Linked DNA regions of Mus musculus: region 2 is linked to region 1. The links are chromatin contacts, called in public promoter capture Hi-C maps. All regions are on one chromosome and are shown on one strand. Each heading gives the region's core, a stretch centred on a gene start, on an enhancer-like site or on the middle of the called end of the contact. The rest is flanking DNA. Distances are from core to core; before and after follow the strand shown.

Evidence for each region. Promoter capture Hi-C pulls out the DNA fragments that hold promoters and counts their contacts.
Region 2: a promoter capture Hi-C map of hippocampal neurons shows a contact between it and region 1, with 4 times the contacts expected there. The contact joins the enhancer-like site here to the promoter of Grin2a in region 1. A contact is called at or near these places in 2 of 39 promoter capture datasets (hippocampal neurons and stem cell-derived epiblast-like cells), 5 of 484 Hi-C or Micro-C datasets (cortical neurons, embryonic stem cells, forebrain and 1 more) and 1 of 115 datasets of contacts at active chromatin or transcription factors (neural progenitor cells).

The regions. Positions count from the first base shown.
Region 1 is chr16:9,991,660-9,998,825 of GRCm38.p6, forward strand. Grin2a (glutamate receptor, ionotropic, NMDA2A (epsilon 1)) reads right to left here and starts at 4,154. Exons shown (of 14, transcript NM_008170.4): 1 at 3,164-4,154; 2 at 2,400-2,590; 3 at 461-892. The coding sequence starts at 874. It overlaps Gm30668 (a long non-coding RNA gene), which reads right to left. Exons shown (of 3, transcript XR_384651.2): 3 at 5,550-5,791.
Region 2 is chr16:10,076,816-10,083,981 of GRCm38.p6, forward strand. No RefSeq gene overlaps it. Among named protein-coding and RNA genes, the nearest start is that of Gm30668, 74 kb to the left of the region's middle. Within about 2 kb of position 3,371, at least 4 of the 459 cell types and tissues checked have an H3K27ac peak or open chromatin away from gene starts, as enhancers often do. A contact at or near this core is called in hippocampal neurons, where this site is marked.

The DNA of each region.
Region 1 (7,166 bases), core at 2,904-5,403:
CCTCAATACCCATCTTTAGGTTTTGTTTGTTTAAGTAGTAGCAGGTTTAATCACTTTACCGAAGAGAGAAAAGTGGAGATTCTGGTAAACCTGGCACTGTAGGAATGGGGCCATATTGACCCGAGTGTTCCCACACTTGTCTTTGAGCTCCTTGAAAACATCCAAACATTCCATCACCACCCACTGGCCTACTGTTGTGTTTTCTGTCCTCATCCTGGAACACCAAGGAGCATCTGAGTACCCCATCTTCAAAACCAAAAGCAAAGGGTTTCCATCATGTCTGGGTCAGACAGACACCGAGCAATTCTCACAAAGGTCAGAGGCCACTTAACCTGCTTTCGAATTGAGTATATGTGTACAACTGAATAGGAGATGTACCCCACCCCACCCCCGCGAGGTGGCTGCCATTTGTAGAACAACCCCTCCAGGACCCTGGCAGTCCATCTCCTCCTGGCCTTACCTTGTCAGCCATGATCATAGATGCACCCCCATGAATGCCCAAGATGGGGATGAAAGTCTGTGAGGAGATAAAATCCAGCATCTGAGCCACAGCCTCTTGGTCCGTATCATCTCCAAACACCAAGCCATGGATGCGCGCCCCGGACATGAGGTCGCACACATGCGTGATGAGGCTCTTAGGGTCAGTGCGGTTCATCAATAACGCCACCACGTTCACATCCAGGGGCAAGCCGGTTGCCTGCTCCGGGCCCCACAGATTTCGAAGTTCGCGTTCTGTCACGTCGTGGCTGTGACCCAGCAGCACCGCAATGTTCAGCGCTGGAGTACCCTTCTCCGCCGCCGCGTTCTGCGCCGGACCGTGCCAGACCAGAAGGGCCGGCAATACCAGCAAGGTCCAGTAGCCCAGTCTGCCCATGGTCGCCACTTAGGGTCCCTGTAAGGTGGAGGAGAGCGAGAGGCAGGTGGTGGTCAGTGAGGGGCCCAGGAAACAGGATAGACTGCCCCTGCACCCGCTCTGAGAGTCGAATGTGAAACCCGACACCAGCTCTGACTGTTTTTGTCACTCTTTAGAATACTCATCCTTGATGCCATCCACATTCTTCGACCCATGTCCATCTCCACGTATCAGTCCAAGCCGAGCTATTTTGCCATCCCTGTCCCCAAGCCCATCCTGGCATCCTCCTTCCTTCTCTCTTGTCTCCAGCTGACTCCCTCAATCCCATCTGGGTCCAAATTCCACACAAGATTCCCCAAATTTGACGCAGACAACAGCTCCTAGGCTCCCAGAGAGCCATGAACCCCACTACCACCCACAATCAGAAGCCCAGGCCAAGCCCTCTTTGCAACCCTCTCTCTCCGCAAGTGCGTGGACCAAGTTATCGACCCCGCCCCCTGCTCAGGAGCAGCGAACTCCGGACTAGCCCTAGCGTGAGAGGCGGTGCCTGCATACTGCAGCCTGAGTCTGTGGCGAGCCTACAGGGTTAACTGACCCCACCCCCTGGGAGCTCGCCCAGTGCGCCACGGAGCTCGCCCAGTGCGCCACAGACCTTGCTCCTTTAGTGGCACCCACCAGCTGCAGATCCCGCACCCCCCCCCCATGCGAGGGTTACAACAAGCGCTTGAAAGTGTAGGTGCTCTTTGTGACCCCGGGCTCTCAGGTGCACAGGGGAACTTGAGGCCGGACTCCCCACCACTACCTTGCTGGGAGAAGCTCTATGTCAAGCCTCCCTGGACCCGCCCCCTACACACGGGTACGCACAAGCAACATACAATCTCATGCCGTGTGAAATGCTGAATTCTGGAGAGTAGGAGCTCTGCCTTCCACCCCCACCCTAACACCCCGCAAGTGGGCCAGCGCGTGGGAGCTGGCAAAGAACGTGCGGGGGTGGGGGTAGGCTCCCAAAAAGCTCTCAGATAGATGAGGAGTGTGCATCCCCTCCTCAGTCTTTCCACTGCAGACCCTGGAGCCAAATCTTAGATGCACGTGGGCAGTGGGCTGCACACGCTAACAGACACGCGCGCTTTTCTGCGCATATCCCCAGGCCGCCTTAGAGATGCCCACGGCCAGCTGGAGCCTTCAAACGTCCTCAGACGGTGTGCACACAAGCACTGTGCCAGGTGCACAACAGTGCTTGCCTGAAAATGCCTGTACGGTCGTGCACGCGTGTACAAGCGCGCGCCCTTCGGCTCGGGTGTTGTTGCACCCCGGGGGAAGTTGGGGCAAACTCCAGCCTTGGCTTTTTAGGGTGAGCAAGGTGGAGTGCAGGGCCGCAGCGCCACCTGGTGCTCCTCCAACGCCTCGCCATTGGGCTCTCCCTCTCCAGTTTTCTCTCCCTCGCTCTTTTCCCCCCATCTCCCTACTGAACCCTCTCCTCTCTCTTCACCGGTTGAGCCTATATCCTCCCAGGCCCGGGAAGTCCGTATCACCAACTAGGACGTACCTGTAGCCGGAGAAGGTGGAGGATGCAATGGGGCGTGCTGCGCGCACGAGCATCTCGGCCGCCTCAGCAGCCACCAGGTTTAGCGGGTTCCCGCATGCTGCGGCCCCTGCGTGCTCCCCTGGCTGTCCCGCGCTGTCCGCATCACCCCCACGGGGGGCGGCTATCCCAGCCGGAGGCTCTGCAGCAGGGCTCTAACCGGGGCGGAGGAGAGATGGAGAGGCAGGGTCAGCCCACCAGTGCTAAGGGAAGGTGGGGGGAGGGATGCAGTCTGCAGTGCTCACAGCCCCCTTATGCACCCTGGGGGCTCGACCAGAGAGGGAGCTGGAGCTTGGTGCCTATGACACCCTCGGTGCGGGTCTTCACTTCCTGTGGCTGATAACCAGAGCTCCTTTCAGGGACGCACCGGAGAGTGGAAGCCCCAGGTTGGCCACCCACGAGAAGCTTAGTGGGAACCTCCACCCTCACCCCCTACCACCACCTCGGCGCCCGGCTACTGGGAGTTGTGCGACCAGGAGCTGCTGAGCCTGGGGTGGGGGGTGGGGGGCAGGAAAGGAGGGGGCGCTGGCTGAGTTTGCTATGAGCCGGGAGGAGAAGAGGGGGAGGGAAGGACGCGGGCTCCCGCGGTCCCGGATCCCCGAGGGAGGTGTGATCACTCCCACGTAGCGACCCTCTTGTGCGTCCTGCCGCCCCCTCCTATCCATACCTTCCCCCCACCAGCTTCTCACAGGGCCCTCCCAGGCTCGGCGTCCCGCGCCAGCACTCACCGCAGCCTCTCTCCACATAGTTCTCAGCAGTGGCCACCCCTGGTCATCTCCAGGGCTGATTGCTGCCGCCGCGACTCTCAGAGCTCATCCGGCCCCATGCTCAGGCACAGCACCCCAGGAGCCTCTCTCCTAGAGCCCTGGCTCAGCTTTATGCTCCACTCCGGACAGCGGCTGCCAGGTCCTCTGAGCGCGCCTGGACACCCTCTCCGCAGTCCTGCTCCTGCTTGGCGTGCGTGAGTGTGTGAGTGTGTGTGTGTGAGTGAGTGTGGGAGCGCGCGCGCGCGTGTGGCCGGGGATCCCCGCGGTCCCTGGCGGAGAAGGGCGCAGGCAGAGGACCGCAGCTCCCTCCTGGCCCTTTCGCTGAAGGGCCAGCTCCGAGCTGGGCGTTCGGTTCCTCACTTGGTCAGCGGGAGCCCAGGAAAGAGCCTGGCCACCGCGGTTCACAACACTGGAGAAGCCAGGATCCTAGGGCACGCTTCTGCTGCGGTCGCCTAGGAGGATAGAGGAAAGCAGAGGCGCCCACCACAGCAACTTAGGACTTGTTCTCAGCCAGCGAGACGCAACGCAGCAACCCCCGCGCAATCCGACGTTGTTTGGAGCTCTGGTCCGCCTGCAGCCGCCCACCCCGGAGGCGGGCCAAGGCAGACCCCGCAGTCCCTAGGCGGCGACGCGGAGCGCGGCCACCCTCTTCTGGAGCGCACGGCGGCAGCGGAACAAGGCCGACCTAGGTGTCTGGCTGGTGACGGGGGGAGCTTGCGGTGGCGCGCAACCTTGGTGCTGAAACCACGCTCTCCGCCCGCTCCCGGGCGTCTGGTGCTGCTGAAGAATCAATTATTCAGATCTCTGCTACGGATTCCTCCTCCTCCAGTGCCTGGCGCTGGGTGCAGCAATCTCTGTTCCACGCAAGGCACGCCGACACGCACACACCCGCCCAGGATGCTTCTCTCAATGCCTCACCACCCTGATATGGGAACCCACTCTGATGTCAGAGAGCCGGGAGCTTAAAATCAGAAACATATATACTCTCTCCAAGCACAGACACGCGTGCGCGCGCGCATACACACACATACACACACAGACGCGCACCCACAGACACACATACACACTTGCTGCTTCCTTCTCTAAGTTGTTCGAGACAAAACGTAACCCTGTGGTTGCCTCTTCTAAGTCACCAGAACGGATAAGCCAAGAGCCTGGGGCTAACTGGCTGTGAAAACTGACTGGCTCCAATTCTAGCAGCTGGGCATGAGGCTCCTTGTTAGATGTCTACATTTGACCTTTGTACGGTCAGTCACTTGAATCCCAACACCTGTCTCTGCCTTTCTTCCCTTCCCTTGATGCCTCATGTCACCTGGATGTTTATGCTCCAAATGCATATGTTAAAATCCTAAGTATTAAGAGTACTGGCCTCCACAGTGATTAAGTCATAAGAATAGAATTGCATCCGGATCTTTATTTAAAAAAAAAAAAAAAAATCTCAGAGAGCTAGCCAGCTAGCCGGCTAGCCAGCTCCTAGCCCAGCCAGAAGCTGCCCCTAACAAACACAGAGCCTACTTCACCTTGTTCAGAGAACCAACTGTAAGAAACTTCTTGGACTCCTATACTGAGTAGTAGCTTTTGTTATTGCAGGTCTGCCAAACTCAGGAGTCACCCTCCTCCTTTAATGACTGATAATCTGAAAAAGCAGGCGAGCAACAGCAGTAAAAATAAATAAATAAATAAATAAATAAATAAATAAATAAATGCCATTTCTCAGGGTTATTTTGCAATAAAAAGACAATGGTCAAAGATTTAACAAAACCTGACACGTAGTAGGTACCCAAGAAAAAATGAGAGCCCTCTAAAGTAACTCATCCAGGGGGGATCGATATGGCTACAGAAAGGAGCCCCTGGTCCTGGAGACCCGTGGGTTTATTGTGGAGCTGATGTTGTGTGTGGAATACCCTGGGGTTTTACACAAAAGAAAACAAGGAAGCAGACAGAATCTGGACGGTAAAGGAAAAGGGGATGGGGGTGGGCAATGTGATACAACAGAGGCAGAAACTGGAGCAATGGTCCATTTACTGGGGCTGTGAATGGGCTGGACTGAGCCGGGCTAAGCTGGGCCTCTCTCTTGCATGGATATCATGCAAGACTCTGACCTGAGAACTTGAGAATGTTACACTGCCTTAGCTCAGATAAATGCACACCTGCAGCCCCAGCTACTAAGGAGGCTGTGCAGCCTAGGCAGAGCAAGCCCCATCTTTAAAAGCTATCTAGAGAACAAGCAAAGGCCTGAAACATAAATCATAAAGAATGAACACAGTGGGAAAACCAGGCCTAGTGGTGTGGCCAATGTGGCGACCGGGGTGGGGAAATCAAGTGCAGGGTACCCACGGGCAGCAGAGTGAGTTCAAGGCCAGCATGGGCAATTTATTGAGACCTTGCCTCAGAGTGAAAAGTGAAACCAAGGCTAAAGAGGGGGCTCCAGTGGCAGAAACTGTAATCTTGACTTCAAATGCCACATAGTAGCTGTGTTCCTTCTGTTGGCTGCACACAAATGCAACTCAGTGGTCACTGCATTGTTCACTGGCTTGTTCTCTAATGACAATGGATGGCTCAGAGTCTCACCCTTCTCTCTTCAAGTGCCTGGAGAAAAAACAAAAGCCTTTTTTATTCTCTTCTCTTCTTTTCTTTTCTTTCTTTCTTTTCTTTTTTTTCTTTCTTTTTCTTTCCTTCTTTCTTTCTTTCTTTCTTTTTGTACTTTTAAAAAGATTTATTTATGGGAAGAGAGTGTCACATGCCATGCCATGTGGAGGTCACAGGGCAATTTTCAGAAATCATTTGCTCCTTGCACCTTGCCGAGGCGGGGTCTGTCTTGTACTGTGCTGCTGTGTATCTTAGTCTGGCTGTCAGCTAAGCTTCCAGGGGCTACTTTTGTGTCTGCCTCCCATCTCACAGGAAAAGTGTTAATATTCCAGGTTCATACCACCATATCTGCCTTTTTACATTGGTTCCAAGGACAGAACTTGAGTTGTTAGGCTTGTGCGGTTGTGTGGTTAGTAATTTTTCCCATGGGACCATGTCTTTGGTCCCTGTTTATTTGCAATTACTGGATTGCTAGCTTTCTGTACAAATAAACACATTGGTGCCCAGTCTTCTCTAATAAACAGATGTGAGCTGTAGACTGTGGGGCTTTTAAATTTAGCATGCTGGGCTAGAGAGATGGCTCAGCCTCTTCTAGAAGACAGGGGTTCAGTTCCTGGCACCCATGGAAGGCAGCTCTCAATCACATTTAATGACAACTCCAGAGGGTCTAATGCCCTCTTCTGGCCTTCATGGGCATTGCACTCAGGAACACAAACCCACAACCAATATACACAAAATTTAAAGTAAAAATTTAAAATAAAAAAAACTTTAAAAAATATTCATGCTTACCTTATTCTATCAGAACACCAGATGTGGGGCCACAAACACATATTTTTGTTTTTGTTTTATTTTATTTAGGTTTTTTGGGTTTGAGTTTGGTTTTTGAGATGAAGTCTCTCTGGGCGTTGGTGGCGCACGCCTTTAATCCCAGCACTTGGGAGGCAGAGGCAGACGAATTTCTGGGTTTGAGGCCAACCTGGTCTACAGAGTGAGTTCCAGGACAGCCAGGGCTACACAGAGAAACCCTGCTCAAAAAAAAAAGAAGAAAAAGAAAAAGAAAAAGAAAAAGAAAAAGAAAAAGAAGAAAGGAAGGAAGGAAGGAAGGAAGGAAGGAAGGAAGGAAGGAAGGAAGGAAGAGAAAGAGATGAAGCCTCATGTATCTCAAGCTGGCCTAGAACTCACAGATATAATTGAGGATGCCCTTGAACTTATGGCCCTCCTATTCACACCTCTCAAGTGTTCAGATTACAAGTGCATGTGCCACCACATCTGGTTTATGTAAGGCTAGGGCTTAAACATGGGGTTCTGTGATGCTGGGTAAGCATTCGACCGATTGAGCTCCACTTCAACCATACTTTTATTTAATTTGATTGTT
Region 2 (7,166 bases), core at 2,121-4,620, 84 kb after region 1:
GTCATACAGAGTGTTCATTACAGAAGTTCTACATAGCATGATTTCCCCTGCAAGAACAAGTAAGAATATTTCTAATCTGAAAGCATGAATTCTCCCTTTCACTGTGGTGAGTAACTGGCAGCTGGAGCTGGTCTTAAGAAACGCTTTTAAGGGATCCAGAAACCTCCAAAGCCTCTAGAGTTGTCAAACACCTGTGGATCACCCTGTTGACTAATCAGGATCTCCAAGAACAGCTGACTATAATAAATAGGATAAACAATTTAGCAAACTGACTTTTAAAGCAAGTACAAGAACAATTTGTAGACCATTAACAAATTAACAAATATCAGCTAAACTGAAGAGCATTGATTTGTGCAAGTTCCATCTTTGTTTACATGTTCATTAGCCACTGCCTGATGTGAGCCAAACATCAAATGCCGTGGGCAATCTTGAGTGCACCCAAGGACCCTGAAAAGTTTACATCAGTATTCCTGTTTTATGGATGAGCTACCTAAGGTACAGTTCAGTGGCCATCTTTTCTGAACCAAAAAGTGATAAACAACATTATACTGATAGAAGCAATGACACAGGCTAAGCATGTCACTCAGCTGGCAGAGTGTTTACCTATCATGCAAGAGGTCCTGGGTCTGAACTTAGCATGGAGGTGTATACATCTGTGAACCCAGCACTGAAAGGTGCCGGCTGGTAGGGAGATCAGAATTCCAAAGTCATCCTCAATTACTTAGGTAGTTCAAGAGGAGCCTGAAGTACATGAGGCCTTGTTTCAAAAAAGGAAGGCCAGGCCCGTGGCACGTGCTTTAAATTTCAGCACTTGGGAGGCAAAAGCAGACAGATCTCTGTGAATTCAAGCCCAGCCTAGTATACAAAATGAGTTGTAGGTCAGAGACGGTTACACAGTGAGACCTTCTCTCTGAGAAAGAGAAAGAGAGACAGACAGACATGGAGGGAGAGACAGAGGAAGAGAAAGAAAATCAATGGCATGGAACAGGACTCATCCTATGGAAAGTCTCAGAAAAATCCAGAACATGCAAAATTCTCTGGTATGTTGGGCTGGAGAGATGGCTCAGCGGTTAAGGAGTTGCTCTTCCGGAGGACCTGGTTTCAATTCCCGGCGCAGATGTGGTGGATCATAACCATCTGCAGCTTCAGTTCCAGAGGAATCAATGCTGTCTGTGGCACAAGATACAGCGACATATATGCAGGCAAAACACTCATACAGATAAAATAAAATACGTCTCTTTAATTCCCTGATATCAAAGGGAACTCACTTTCCAAAAGCAAGAAAATTAACATTTGCACTCACTGGATCCTCCGAGCGCACGCAGATGCATGGTGCCCCATATCCAGAGAGTTCATCGTTCTATTTTGCATCTATTCAACACATTCTTATAGCTCCCATGGTGCGTCATCTTGATTCTTCCCTTGATTGGACCAAGAAGTGCCTAGGAGACTAATAAAGCGCACATCCGTGTGTGTCTCAGGACCTTTCCAGGGAGGATTAAGTAAGGGAGAGAGAGCTGCATGGGTGTGGGTGGCTACATCCCATAGGTTGGGAAGTCCAGAGGGGACAAAAGGTAACAAAGGAGAAGGCACATTGCCTTTGAGTTTCCATTGCTGTAAGGAAACCAAGGCATCTCTTACAAAGGACAACATTTACAGTTTCAAAGACTCAGTTCATTATCATCAAGGTGGGAGCATGGCAGCATCCAGGCAGGCATGGTGTGGGAGGAGCTGCGAGTTATATATCTTGTTCCAAAGGCAAACAGAAGACTGGCTTCCATGTGGCTAAGAAGCTTTCAAGGCCCATCCCCCACAGTGACATTCTTCCCCCAACAAGGTCATACCTATTCCAACAAGGCCATACTTCCTAATAGTGCTACTCCCTGGGCCAAGAATATTCAAACCATTCACACACTGTGGTGGTTTGAATGAGAAACCCCCATTTGTTCAGGTTTTGGACACTCAGACACAACATTTAATTGGAACCTTTGCAGCATGCTGCCTTGCTGGAGGAAGTATGTCACTGGGGTTGGCCTTGAGTGTTTATGGTTTGCTCTCTGTTCTGTGCTCTGAGTAAATGGGGCCTCTCAGCCTCCTGCCCTGACACCTGCTGCAATATTCACCTTGCTCTGCCATATGGATTCTCCCTCTGAAACTGTAAGCCCAGCCAAACTCATTCTTCCTTAAGTTGTCTTAAGGAAAAATAAAACCTTCCTCCTTTAAGCTGCCCCCCCCTGGATATCGCATCACAGGATCAAGAAGCCTGACTAGCACAGCTCCTGCAGGTCACTTGTTATTTAGGGAACTGGAGATCTATTGATGAGCTGAGAAGACAACATTGTCCCAAAGATGCATTTCCTCATAGGGACCAGGATCACCCAACCTCCTGTAGCTGCACTCACAATCTCATAGGGCATCACCCCTCCGTAGAGCTCCGAGTATAAATTGCTTGAGATCAAACGTATTCAAGGCAAGGGGTCCAATTCCATAGTGTCTAGGGGCAGAGTCATCTAATGAGATGAGAGGTCAATCAAAATCATTAGAAAGTGGTCTTGAGGCAATGGCTGGTAACATGCTTGCCACACAAGCATTAGAATCCATGTTTGGTGCTCAGAATCCACATTTCTTCAAACTAAGAAAGACTTCTCAAAAGTTACTACTAATAGGTTGTCTTAGTTATGGTTTTACTGCTGTGAACAGACACCATTTGATGAAGTCAAGTCTTAAGGACAACATTTAATTGGGACTGGCTTACAGGTTCAGAGGTTCAGTACACTATCATTAAAGCAGGAGCATGGCAGCATCCAGGCAGGCAGGGTGCAGGAAGAGATGAGAGAGTTCTACATCTTTACCTGAAGGCTGCTAATGGAAGACTGACTTCCAGGCAGGTACAATGAGGGTCTTAAAGCTCATGCCCACAGTAACACACCTATTCTAACAAGGCCACACCTCCAAATAGTGCCACTCCCTGGGCTTTGAACACCAAGTACGTATGGCTGACTTCTTCATTCACGAGCCTCCCTCATTCCTCTCTGGTTCAGGCTGGGGACATCCCACACCTGCTTGGCCACTCCTCAGTGTAGGGTCACAGGCTTTGCAGTCTCTGAAAGCCTCAGGCACACCCCCAGATTGCCCAGTCTTTTGTATATTCCTTTGGACCAGCTTTCTGCATCTTCCTGCTTCCCTCATTAATAAGTCAAATGGAATTCTGGCACAATTATGGTGCCTTTGTATAAAAGTATGCTTCATAACATTTTGAGAATTGCATTTGAACAATCATTATAAAAAATATGGTAATCCCCGCCCTCTCCTGTATATTACATTTTGTTCTTTCCAGATGGCTTATGGGAAGAAAAGTTATAAAAGCCGTGACTCACTGCCTCTCAACCAAAGTAAAGCTGGAAGGGAATGTTTCCACCAGACTCTGAAAGCCAGCATCAAGTCACCAGGGGCTCCGCATCTAAAACGCGTTCAGTAGAATCTACCTGGCCTACCTAAAGTGTTTGGGAATGGAGAAGGCACCATGGAGATATTTGTTTCAGTCTATGTAATTAGAGGATAAAAACGGGAAGATTCAAGCCCCAAACTGACTGCTCCAGGAGGTGATGACTCACACCCATCATTGGGAATTCGTTGATCAATCCAAAACTAACTCTGAGCAATTAGGCAGCTCCATCTGACAGACCCGGCTCTTCTATAACAGGATGCAAGTTTGTGTCTTACATATGCTTTTCAATTCTGTTTGTAGGTTCAGTTTAGTGTTTCACAAGTTAAACTTGACAAGGCAACTCTCTGTGCCAAGAAAGTTTTTGAAGGAAATATCACACACACATGCCCCATGAAACCTACTTGAAATTTTTTGAAAGTGATAGAGAACTTTTTTTAAGTTACATTTATTGGAGGCAGGGAGACCTTTGTGATTTATCACACAGACGTAGAGGTCGGAAGACGCCTTGCCTGAATCACAGCTCTCTTGCACTGTTTGCATCCTGGGACTCGAACCGAAGTTATCAAGCTTGGCAGCAAACTTCCTTACTCATAAGCCATCCTAATGACCCGAGAACTGTTTTCTACCTTTTAAAGATAGAGTTTTATGAAGCCCAGACTGCTCTTGAGTTTGTTAATGTAGCTGAAGATGACCTTGAACTTCCGCGCATCTTAATGAAGCCAGCTAGAGAGACAAAGAAAACTGGGAGAGGGGGTAGTGTAGGGAGAGAAAAAAGTTCCTCGTCCTGGCATCTGGTTGAAGCTTTGAAGCTTTTTGCCACCTGAGAATAATGAATGCAAACATAACTACCATTGGCAGCAGATGGTCCCTTTATAGGAACAGTATTTCTTTTACCTGAGTTGTTCAGATACAATGTTAAAATAGCAATGGTCTACGCTCAACGGCCTGAGTGTACAGGACCACACATAGCTTTGTCCTTTCCCAGCTGTAAACCTGAAACTTTCTAGGAATGCTGTAAACCTGAAACTTTCTAGGAATCTCACAAGAAGCCCCACTTACAGCCAAAGCCCCAGTGACCTCCTGAGCCACATAACCGTCTGCAAGCTCCTCTGGACCACGCTAGGCTCCAGTTTATCAAGCAAAGCCTCTGGAGCCACTAAAGCGCCCGTATGCTGTGAAGACTCTGGAGAAGCGCGCACCCACGCCCAACTTCCTGGACTCTTTCCCCTGCGCTGCTCTGACGAGCTTCTTGCTTCAACCTGTACTCAAAACTCTTCCTGATAAATTCCGGCTCTGCTTCACACCAGCTCATCCTGAAACGCTTTTCTGTGGCAAAGTCAGGGATCTCAGTTTCACCTGAGCAGAGATCTCTGAAGAGAGTCCCTCAGGTGTAGCAGGCAGTAGCACACAGCCTTGCCTCTCCTCAGCCCCGCTGCCTCTGACATCGGATGGCAGGCATGGCCCACAATGACTCCCCCGGGCAAAGAGAACTTTTCCCAGCTTGATTTTATTTTATTTTATTTTATTTTATTTTATTTTATTTTATTTTATTTTTCAGACAGTCTTAAGCACACCATGCTGGCCTCAATCTCACTGTGTAGCTAAGGCTGACCTTAAGCTTTTGACCCTATTAGTCTCCTCCTCCTGAATTCCATACAGCCAGTTTGCACAGCTGGAGATTGAACCCAGTGGCTAGGAAGACACCTCTGTCGGAAACTGCTTGCATTGCATCCATGAGTTTCACCACCGGAAGTCAGATGTGGAAGCTCTTGCTTATAGTCTCAGCATCTGGGAGGCAGAGACAGGCAGAAAAAGATGGATCTCTAGGGCTCAGTGGCCAGAGCAGTCAAGTCTATCTGATGAGTTCAGGCCACTGAGAGATGCTGTTTCAAAAACAAACACCCCAGGAATGATACCCCAGGTTGTTCTTCAGCCTCAATATGCACACACAGTCCTATGTGTGTGGACATAACATGTGTGTGCACGCACACGCACACAGAGCAGACAGACAGACAGACAATGAAAGTGAACTAATAGTGACAATATTTCAGGCTTTTCATCTAATAAATATTTTTGATCATCTGCCATGTGTTATTACGGTACTAGCATAATAATATACACTGTGCACATGTCTCTCAAAGGCTCACAAGCCCTGCGCTGGCATTATTAAGAGGTGGTGGAGGGGATATTCTGCTATACTCATAGGATCAGTGCCTAGCTCCGTCGTCATCATAGAGGCTTCCTCCAGCAGCTGTTGGGAGCAGGTGCAGAGACCCACAGCCAGACATTAGGTGGAGCTCAGGAAACCCAGCAAAGAGGGGGATGAAGGGCTGTAGAAACCAGGGGGCTTGAGGACACCAGCAGACCTCACAGAATCAGCTACACAGTGTTCATAGGGGCTCACAGAGACTGAAGTAGCAATCAAGGAGCACTAGGACCTCTGCGTGCATTGCTATGGTTGTTTAGCTTGGGTTTTTTGTGGAGGTGGGGAGTCTCCAGCTCTTTGTCTGTAATGGGACAGACCTTTTACCTCTGACTGAGTTGCCTTGTCCAGACTTGATAATAAGGGTTTATGCCTAATCTTGCTGCATCTTGTTGTGCATGTTCTGTTGCTATCCCTGGGAGGCCTGCTCTTTTCTGAAGGAAAATGGAGGAGCAGTGGCTCTGGGGTGGGGAGGGGCACTAGCAGGAGGGGAGGCTACAGTTGGGATGTATTGTATCAGAGAAGACTAAAGGGAAAAAGAAGAGGCAGTAGAGGGGTTGTAGTGATAGCTCACTGGTTGAGAGCACTGGTTCCAGAGAGCCTGGGTTCAATTCCTAGCACTTACTTGGCAGCTTACAACTCTCTGAAACTCCATTTCCAGGGGATCCTCTTCCAGCCTACTCAAGCACCAGGTACACGCATGGTACATAGACGTATATGCAGGCAAAGCATCCATACACATAAAATAAAAATAACTTATAAAAGACAGGTCGTGGGACCTCTTAATAAAAAAGAGGTGGGCCTTTGGAAGAAAGAGGTCCTGGGGGCATGCTCTTGAAAGGTCACTGAGACCCCAACCCTCCTCTTCTTTGCTTTCTACTAAAATGAAACAAATGCCCCCCCCCCAACCACAGACTCCCACCCTGACATGCTATGATGCCTCAATGGTGATCACTTGTGTGAGCCACAGTTAGCTTTTTATCTTGGTAAGTTGTTCCCTTGGATACTCATTACAGTAAGATCAAACTGAGGAGCATGGGGTACACTGCTCTTTCTCTCTCTCTCTCTCTCTCTCTCTCTCTCTCTCTCTCTCTCTCTCTCTCTCTCAGAAACTGGGCAGTAAACTTCTGGAGAACACTGAATAACCAGACAGACTTTAGGACCTCTTGGGAAGGAGATAGCTACCTCCAGGATAGAGTTTATTGCCGGTATCAGTGTAGGATTTCCAGTGCAAGATTTGTCTGTCATTACTTGGCAATGTGAAACGTTGCTGGGTTGCTGGGTTGGCCTTTGCTGGCCATGACTCTGTCTCCTCCTACACCGTCCCTGAATCTCTCTCCAGTGGTCTCCGAGGGGCATCTGCTGAGCCAAGTCTAAGTGTTCTGGCAGCCTGAGAGGGGCCCCCAGTCTACAGTTTGTTCTTTTCTGCACTTTCTCTGCTCTGTTATTAATGTTCTCTTTCCACTCTGCTTGGCCATCAGCTCTCAGCAATTACTTAATGTGTTTTGTGCAGAA